Regions from separate parts of the Mus musculus genome. Here regions 2 and 3 are each linked to region 1. Evidence: chromatin contacts called from public Hi-C and promoter capture Hi-C data. All regions are on one chromosome and are shown on one strand. The core of a region is the stretch at or near the end of the contact, and the rest is flanking DNA. Distances in the headings are between cores, read along the strand shown. Region 1 holds the start of Tec (tec protein tyrosine kinase). Region 2 holds the start of Corin (corin, serine peptidase). Region 3 holds the start of Nfxl1 (nuclear transcription factor, X-box binding-like 1).

Evidence for each region. Promoter capture Hi-C pulls out the DNA fragments that hold promoters and counts their contacts. Hi-C and Micro-C count contacts between places; a contact is called where the count stands out from the background.
Region 2: a contact with region 1 is called in a Hi-C map of embryonic stem cells, with 4 times the contacts expected there. The contact joins the promoter of Corin here to the promoter of Tec in region 1. A contact is called at or near these places in 5 of 39 promoter capture datasets (embryonic stem cells, hippocampal neurons, liver and 1 more) and 1 of 484 Hi-C or Micro-C datasets (embryonic stem cells).
Region 3: a promoter capture Hi-C map of neural stem cells shows a contact between it and region 1. The contact joins the promoter of Nfxl1 here to the promoter of Tec in region 1. A contact is called at or near these places in 16 of 39 promoter capture datasets (the 3T3-L1 cell line, 3T3-L1-derived adipocytes, the C10 cell line and 10 more), 4 of 484 Hi-C or Micro-C datasets (CD4 T cells, LSK cells, erythroblasts and 1 more), 3 of 115 datasets of contacts at active chromatin or transcription factors (effector CD8 T cells, embryonic fibroblasts and memory CD8 T cells) and 2 of 9 other capture datasets (adipose tissue and liver).

The regions. Positions count from the first base shown.
Region 1 is chr5:72,866,967-72,869,894 of GRCm38.p6, reverse strand. It overlaps Tec (tec protein tyrosine kinase), which reads left to right and starts at 1,447. Exons shown (of 19, transcript NM_001113460.2): 1 at 1,447-1,501.
Region 2 is chr5:72,502,768-72,505,695 of GRCm38.p6, reverse strand. Corin (corin, serine peptidase) reads left to right here and starts at 1,488. Exons shown (of 22, transcript NM_016869.3): 1 at 1,488-1,814. The coding sequence starts at 1,548.
Region 3 is chr5:72,558,138-72,561,065 of GRCm38.p6, reverse strand. Nfxl1 (nuclear transcription factor, X-box binding-like 1) reads left to right here and starts at 1,421. Exons shown (of 23, transcript NM_133921.3): 1 at 1,421-1,477; 2 at 1,798-2,052. The coding sequence starts at 1,800.

The sequences.
Region 1 (2,928 bases), core at 198-2,697:
CGAGCGTCGTCTTCAGGTTGGCTGCCTGATTCACTGTTCAACCTCAGCTCCACAGAGTCCTCCTTTGAGAAGTCCTCCTTCCTCATCAATCTCTCTTTCATTACCCCAGTTTATTTCAGCCAAGACATTTCTCACCTGTGAAATGGTTTCTTTGCTTACCGGTATATTGGTTTTCTCCCTATGTAAAGGCTCCACTGTGGAGGTCAGAGGCTAAGTGTCTTTCTCAATTGCTCTCTTCCATATTATTTGAGATAAAGTCTTTCATGGAACCCGGAGCTGGCCAGTTGGGCTAGATTGACTGGCCAAGCTATGCTTGGTTCTGCCTCCAGCTCTGGAGTACAGGTGAAAAACAGCTTCCTTCCTTCCTTTCTTTCTCTTCCCTTTTTCTTTCTTTCTTTCTTTCTTTCCTTTTTTTTTTTTTTTAAAAACATGGGCTCTACCTGATCAACCTTCGGCATAGCAAGCATTTTACAAATTAATTTCTCTCTCCATCCCAAAGGCGAACTCAGTCTTTTATTCCCATGGACTATTATGAACATTACAGTCCTATCCTGTGTCTCTCTCCTTCTGAGAGGTCCTCATATCCCTGCCCTGGCTGGCCTGGAAACCACTATGTTTACCAGACTGGCCTTAAATGCTTAGAAATGGGCTTGCCTTTGCCCTCTCAGCTGGAATAAAATATGTGGGCCACCATGCCTGTCTGACAGTACAGGATGGATGAGATCAGATAACAGTGGCTAAGACTCAAGACTACCATCAAAGACAACTTAGACTTGAAAGTAGGGAATCAAACCCAGGGCCTTGTGCATGTTAAGCAAACATTGTACCACTGATCTACAGCCCCAGCCTTTCCAGGACAGCTTCTCAGTTAGCTAGCTAGCTAGGTGACAAACGGCACGTTCTTTCCTGGAGTCTAAGAATTTTACAGTATTTAAAGTGAATAACTTGAAGGTTGTTTTCATTATTAGTGTATCAACAGTAATAATGTAAGTGGGTGACCCTATGCTAGGCTCTGATGCTTCAGGCTTGTCAGTCAAGCCACCCATTCTTCTATCACCCCAGAGCACAGCATCATCCGGTTTCGCCCGCGAGGGGCTAAGCGGAAGTGGAGGTCGGTTCTTAGCCACCCACAAGTGCTATTGCTACCGGCTCTCCGAGCCGGGGACGAAGGAGCATTTTTCTGGACGGTTCTCTTAGGATGGGAAGTCCGGACTTAGAGAGACCCCACGCCGCGTCTGTCTGGATAAGAGACGCTCCCTGGAACTTCGGCCGCAGGACCGCGAGCTCCGATTCTTCCCTTTGGCTTTGAAATCGCGGAAGGAAGGTGGGACACTGGCGCTGTGGGCAGCGGAGGGCAGAGGCGGCGCGGCGAGGGGGCGGGGCCAGGGAGGAGCCGGGCGGTGGGCGTGGCCGATGGGTTTGGTCAGCGCTTGCCGAGCTCCGGGCTCCGCAGTTTGGACGTCGCTCTGTCTTGGCTTGTCTCGGCACGCGCTCCGTCAAGGTAAGAACCAAGGGACTCTCGGCGCTCACGGAGTTGGCCTCCACCTGCGGGAGACTGACCTTAGTGGGATTAGGGAGGATTTTTCTACCCTTCTCACGGAGGTGAGAGCGGACTCTCTGCGTCAGGTCAGAGGCCCGTCCCCCTTGGGCCAGGAAGAAGGGACAGGTGCGCTCCCCTGATGGCCGCGCCTTCCCCGGTGGCTGCAGATCTGAGCCCTTTTGGACTTGGTATCTGAGCCGAGAGGACTCGCGATTGAGTTCCTTTCCCAGTTGAGCGGCAGGGGGCCTTTCTTCTTTCTGCTTGTCCCGCGGTAAAGTTCGAATCCAGGAAGACAGTCCACAGTTGCTTGTGCCCGAGCAGGTGCACGTACTTCTTTAGCTATTTTTCTCTTCTGGAAAGTGGTATCTGGATCTTGATAAACAGGGACTCGAAGAATCAAAGTGGGAAAAACTACGTGGACCTTGTCCCGAGACTGTGCAATTTCCCCTGGATCTGACATTTCTTAACTTTTTCCTGTCGTTGGCGAATATGTTTCTGTGTACCAGGTCCCATTCGGGCTTATCTTTGGAAAGTGGAATATTTGGTTAGAAGAGTTGATCGCAGTGTTAAATTGGGACAACTGGGTGGCTGGCTTGGTTAAGTGGGTTTGGAGCCTATCCAGACAGAATAGTTGCATGCTTTAAGCAGAGGTTTTACATTTTTCCAGTGAGTTCCCATTTTCCTCTAAGGAAACTCTGACAACCTATTCCCGTCTATATAATTCTTTTACAGAGCCGAGGCGCGGTAGGAGGAAGCATCGAGTCTCCTAAGTAAGATTTGGGATTTAATAGCTGAGTGATCGACACTGTAGCTCTGTGGTCTATAGACTCAAAATAAGGAAGAGCTTGATTTTTTTCCGCGAGGCGGGGGTTGGGGGGAGCTGTGGCTAAACTTACACATTAAGTATTTGAAAACATCCATGTCGTCCAGTTACATTTTCATTGTTTAAGACAGACCTATCTTTTCGCCATACACTTATGAATCCGATCACTATTCCTCTCCTTGCCAGCTCAGGGGTGCTTTCTGTAGGGTGCCTATGTAAATCACCCTCGTTCTTCCCACAAGGGTGTGTGCCTTCGGGTTTGTGGAATTGTGTGGGGACAGGTATTGTAAACACATGCAAATCAGTGAAGCGCTCTAGTAGGCGATACCTTTGCCCTACATGGATCTTTGGCCTAGAGTTTCCCTCTCTTTCTAGATTGGAAAGAATCTAGGGTGGGAATGCAAGGTTTAGCATTGCCACACTGTTTTCTTGATTCCCTTACAACAAGGTGGTCTTGTTTACAGACAGGGCTGGGGCTATGTGTAACCTCTCTCCCTACAGCTGATCCTTAAAGGAGGATGGAGATACTGTGGACAATTACTGGCACATTTGTGTTCTTGAAGAA
Region 2 (2,928 bases), core at 239-2,738, 360 kb after region 1:
GCCTCTCATCTCTAAGTTAAAGAGGGTATGTGCAAAATGCTTAGTGCAGAGCCCGGCATGCTGGAACACTCAGGTTTGTGAATTGTGAAACCCTTGTTAGAAATGGCATGCCTCACTGATGCTGGAATAACTTGAGGTCAAGTGTCCCTCGTCTTTAACGACACATAGATGATATTCCCACACTCCATGTCTTTTCGGAAGCAAAGTACCCATTACCACTTCCTTCCACTCGTACAAATGTGCCTTTGTCCACACAATGATACTCAAGGTCTTATTGTCTGCTTACTATATGTAGCCTTCTCTAGTGGAGATGGGCTACAGTATAACCTTGAATAATTATTGAAATTTTGAAAATTTTGATTAAAAATGCATTTAAAACTCACGTTTAAGAAAACTTAAATTTTTGTTATCCTTGGCGGTTTTTTTTTTCAATTTTCGATAAATATTTAAGAATTGTCTTGGGCTTCAATGCAACCTTTGCTTTGGAATGTCTACACTGCTTTCCTTGACGCTATTAGAATGCAGCTCCCTGTCTGATGGGCGCGAATTTGCTGGCCCCTGATTTCAGCCTGGGCAGGTTCTTGTCAGACAATCGCAGGCCCGAGTTCTCCTAGCCCATGAAGCTCAAACAGCAACGCCGTTTCCCCCCCTAAACTTGTAGCAGAAGACAGATTTGCAATTTGTGTAACACGAATAATGCCTGCCTTCGAAACCTGACATCTTTTCGAACACAACAAACTTGTCATTGGATCGCTAGTGTCTGAAGACATTCATTTTGATACTTGCCTGGCTAGAATCCTGTATGAGGGGATAGACTGTTCTAGATGTGATAATGAGAGTTCGGAAGAGAGCAGCCCTTTACACTGCTCAACAAAGTTCTGCCCTCAACAAAGCAGCAAAGGCCAAAAGCTGCTGCCCCATAGTTGAAGGGTTGGTTTGTTTGTTTTTTCCCTGGTGTGGAGGATGGGGGCAGTAGACTCTTGGCTCTCCATCTGCCATAGAAAAATAACTTTTTTGAAGGCTGGGGTGGGTATGGAGGAACTGTCTCATTAAGGGTTATGGGTAGGACCCAGAGACGTGAGTGAAGGGAGGGAGTGGTCTGCGGGTGGGGTCTGCCCAGCAGACAAAATATGGGGCTCCAATCCCCTGAGTATAACTTCACTCCGAGTGAGGAGAAAGACACCCGTAGTGCCTCTCCTCGAGATCCATAGAGCAGAGAAAAGCGACCGAGATAAGAGTGGACAGAGGAGAAAGATATGTTCACGAAACGGCCCCCCGCCCTTGCTCCGGAGGAGTACAGCCGCCGAGCTGACGCCCCAAAGAGGGTAAGATCCACCCTCCTCGCTCCTCCAGCACACAGGTCGCGTGGCCTGAGTCCTGGTGACTTCAGAGTCAACCTTTTTTCTCCCTGTCCCTTCCTCCTTTCATCGGGTGCCACCTCCTTCCCGTCCGTAGGTCAGTGAGCACAGACTTCTCAGTGGCTCGTTCTAGTCCCCAGGCAGACGGTCCCTCACTCCTGTGGCTTGGCGTCGGAGACGCTGGCAGTCATGGGCAGGGTTTCCTTCAGCGTTCGGGTCAGCTCCGTGCGGAGAGCCCGCTGCTCTTGTCCTGGGCGATGCTACCTCTCCTGCAGAGTCCCTCCAACCACCGCCCTCCGTGCACTGAACGGTCTTGGCTGCGCGGGGGTTCCGGGGGAGACTGCAGGTGGAGCCGTCGGACCCGGCCCCTTGGGGACCCGTGGCTTCCTCTCCGGGTCCAAGTTCCAGGCTCCCGGCAGCTGGAAGGATTGCTTTGGAGCCCCGCCTGCTCCAGACGTAAGCCTGCATCCCTACTGCGCGCGCCCTTGCTACTAGCTCCGTGACTAGATCCCATTTGTAGTAGCTTCTCCCACTGGGGATCAGTCAATGCCCCCGGATGGCCCTATGCCTTGGCACCGCACAACTCAGAGCTGGAAACGCCCGGGTCCCCTGCTCGCGAACTTACTCTGGGACAGGTACCCGTCCCGGGCGCACCGAGCACTGTCTGCGGTTTGCGGCGCGGGTTTGGAGCTGCTAGGGTTTGGGACGGTTTTCCTCCCGCAGTCCTGGGAAGTATTAGCCTTCCTGCCACAATCTGCAGAGAAAAAGGAAGGGCACTGCCGAGGGTCCCCCTGACCTGAGCCTCGGGAAACCCAGTCTAGGTTGCAGCCATCCTTATCTGCTGCGTCCTTAGGGTCTTGGAATCAGCTGCGCATAGGCGGGCCAGAATCAGTCAGTGTCAGCAAGGGAGAGAGGGGTAGTTAGGAAGGCATCCCGAGGCGGTGTCCTGGAAGGTTCTGCCTGAACTCAGTGCGGGACTTCTGGGCCGGAGCTCTAGAGGCGGGAGAGCAGTGGGCGCGCTTTGCGCAGCTTCCCATTTTGGGGACCGAGGTGGGGACTCAGTTTCCAGATTCTCAGGCAAGTAGTCCCAGCAATCCCCTCTCACTGAAACTTCTCAGAACTTCGTGCTGCCAAGGCTCACAGAACCAGGCTCCAAGGGTCTCTATGTCCATGTCTGTGCTTTATAGTTTATAGTTTCCATTTTTAGGATAGGAAGGAATCTACTGATGGACGCGAAAGTCCGCAAGAGAACACCAGAGAACACCAGAGTACTACCGGATAAGGGAGCCAAGCTAGGACTCACTGCTGCTTGCTGTTTCAGGGTTCATTTTGGCAGAATTTTGAAGTTAGAAGTGCTGCTAACATGTTGGCAAACCTCCCAAACAAACAACAACTAGGCTTTTGGGGGTGTGTCAGTCAGGATACTACCAACACTCATCGGTCCCCGATACCCACTAGTTTTGTATGAGATGACACTCAAAATCAGTTTCTGTAACCAGAGGCCCGGGGTTGATGTCTGCGTAGATGCTCAGCTGAGCAGTTAGGACCTGCAGACTCCTCCTGATGACGA
Region 3 (2,928 bases), core at 172-2,671, 310 kb after region 1:
GATTTTTTTGGTGTCATTTATTTATTAAAAATTGGTTTCAATGATGAGACTCCACATGTTATTAAACAGGTATGTAAAAGAAAAGGAAGGAATGCTTGTTTGAAGCTCTCGATAAATATTAGAATAGTTTATAACTAATGTTTGGAGGACTGGAGGGAATGTGTTCTCAGGAAGGTTTAGTATGGAGATTTGGACAATGTGCTAACGCAGATCTGTGCTACACACCAAGGTTCTATGAGGGTCTCCTTATCATCAGCCACCTCAATATTCCCTCGACATTTACTGGTTTTGGATGAATTATAGGCCATGATGTAATACCTATGTACAAGAAATTAAAAACATGATAGAATTAAAGCTTAGTTTCAGCACAATTACCTCTCTATGCTTTAGTTTTCCCAGTGGTAAAATTGGAATGATAAATAAGGTTATTTTGAATAAAAAAAAATATTGACACAATGGACATGATGATGAAGGCCTGGAGCCCCAACAACTTCTAAGGCTGTGGTGAGAGAATCATGAGTTCAAGAACAGCCTAGATAATATTAAAAAAACTCATCTCAATAAATTATAAGTGTAAAACTTTGTATATGTGCAAACACACACACACACACAGACACACACACATATATATGTAAATATTTTGTACACTCCTGGACACATTGAATGGCATCTAAATATATTTGTGGTAAATGTTGGGAAATTAACTAAGCTGAAGGGTAATTTAAGGATTGTATAACTTCAAATATCAACAAAAATTCAGCTCATTTTCCAAGAGACCACTAAATGAATTTCTGCAATCTATACGTAAAGATTAGCTGCTGGCTTTCAGTTATTTTCCTTAATGAATCTACTGGAGGGAGCAGCCTTGAAAGGAAAAGAAGCAGTCTCTAAGGGAAAGCTTGTTTTAAAGTATAAAAGGTGGTTAATACTAGGGGCTAGATTTCATTGTGAGTTCTGAAAGCTTTCTCCACTCAAACCATTTTTTCCTACAATGCTCCCGTGGCTCTTCTGATCCTGCTCCCCATGGCGTCTTCTGTTTTCTAAGTACTTCCTGGACGAGGACCTGCCTGCTACCTGCAAGCAGCAAGACTATGGCGAGAACAACTGTTTGTGAATTTTGCCCTCTCTGAATCCTGAAACCTCGCGTATTTCCTGGGAGCAGCCGCCAGTAGCAGCATGCTCCCGGCACGCCCACCAACGGAGGCGTCTACTTTTCATGAGCCTCGGAACACTCTGGGAAATGTAGTTCCCCAAAGGCCGCGAACGACCGCGCATGCGCACTGAGCATTCCTTCGTCTCTTCCGGGAAAAAAAAAAAAAAAAAAAAAAGCTGCCTCGCTGCCACGCATTCTGCGGTCCGCGGGCGGAGGCTTCTGGGAGTTGTAGTCCCTGGCGGTGGGCGCCGTCGGTAAGGAGACGTAGCTTTTCGGTGCGGTCCACTTCAGCAGTTGGTTCCCGGCCGCGGCCGCGGCCGCACGGTCAGTTCGCGTTTCTGTGCCTACCGCACTTCTCCTGAGGCTGAGGAGAATTTCCCGTGGCTGGGTTTTTCCTGTCCCGGGTGGGCTCCTCGTGGCTCCGTGCTTCTTTTCTGCCCTCCGTCTTTTCCCTCCTCGCCCGTCGCTCGAGCCTGGGCTTGGCGGGACTCGCCCTCGGGAGACACAGGGCCGCAACCTCCTCAGACCCGGGTCTCCGTGTCGCGGGGTCCGTCCGCACCCAGCCTGACCCTGCGGTCCCTCGGCAGCCGCCTCCATCCTCGGACGCCCGTTCACGCTCCTTCTCCTTTATCTCTCCGCTGCAGGGATGGACGCTCCCTGGCGCCAGGTGGCCGCTGGCCGAGGCCGAGCCCGAGGACGGGCCACCGCAGTGCCCCTCTCAGGAAATGGAGTCCCTTTTGGTGGCGCTGGAGGAGGGCGAGCCAAAGGGTCTGGGGGCGCGGTGTCTTCGGGCCCCGGCCCCGGGGGAGCAGCAGCTCTGGCCCCTGCGGGTCGCGGGCAGCGCTCAGCTGGAGGCGAAGCCCCGCAGCCCCCGGGGGCCCGGGGTGAGGATGGCTCAGGTGAGGATGGCTCGGGTCTCCCGCCCCACCAAACTCCCCAAGTCACTTCCCTACTTATCGCTGGCTGCCAGGGCCCTCCAAGTCTCTCATTCACTTTTTAACAGCTCCCGGAGTTTAGTCTCAGGGAACCGTCTCCATTCAGGCAGATTTTCATCTCATCGCTTGCATCCTCATTTTAATTGATAATTGCCTTTGTTAGTCACTTTCTTCAATTGTGTGCAGCTGATTTGGTTAACTCAGTAAATGGATCGCCAGAGTTTGTTTTCTTTTATAATCTAAGATGTTTAACATCTGTCGTAAAATAGGACCTTGTGCTTTCGCATCTGTGTGTATGGTAACAGCAAGCTAGGCTAAGGTCTCAGAATTCCATTTACGAACAGATTGGGAACTCCATTCTTCATTAATCAACTCGACTTTCAAGACCAGTTGTTGATAGCCATCTTTCCCAGGCTACCTGACTTTTTGGACCCTGTAAGCGTTTTGGTTGTTGTTTTTAACTGATCCCAGTGCAGAAATTCCATGTCTTTCCATGATGTATCAGGTGTTGCCACGATGGATTTGCCAATAGCCTTGGTCCAAGATCTTTTAGGGCGACGTTGAGAGTGTTTATACATAACACTCCAGATAAAAGAGAGTGGTCCCTGAAAGTGTTTTGTGTTTGGAAGGTATTTTTTCAGAAGAGGTTTAAAATTTTTATTTCTGAAATTATAGTAGAATTGCATCAGTTCTCCCTTCCTGCTAGGAGCAAAATTGAGTCTCTGCGTGGGGTTTCCCAGGGTAACTTGAAAGTTAGTTTGCGTTGATTTTGCTGGCAATTGGTCAGTTAATCATAGAGGTGCAGTGTGCTATTTAGAGACCTATGAACAAGTTGGTAAG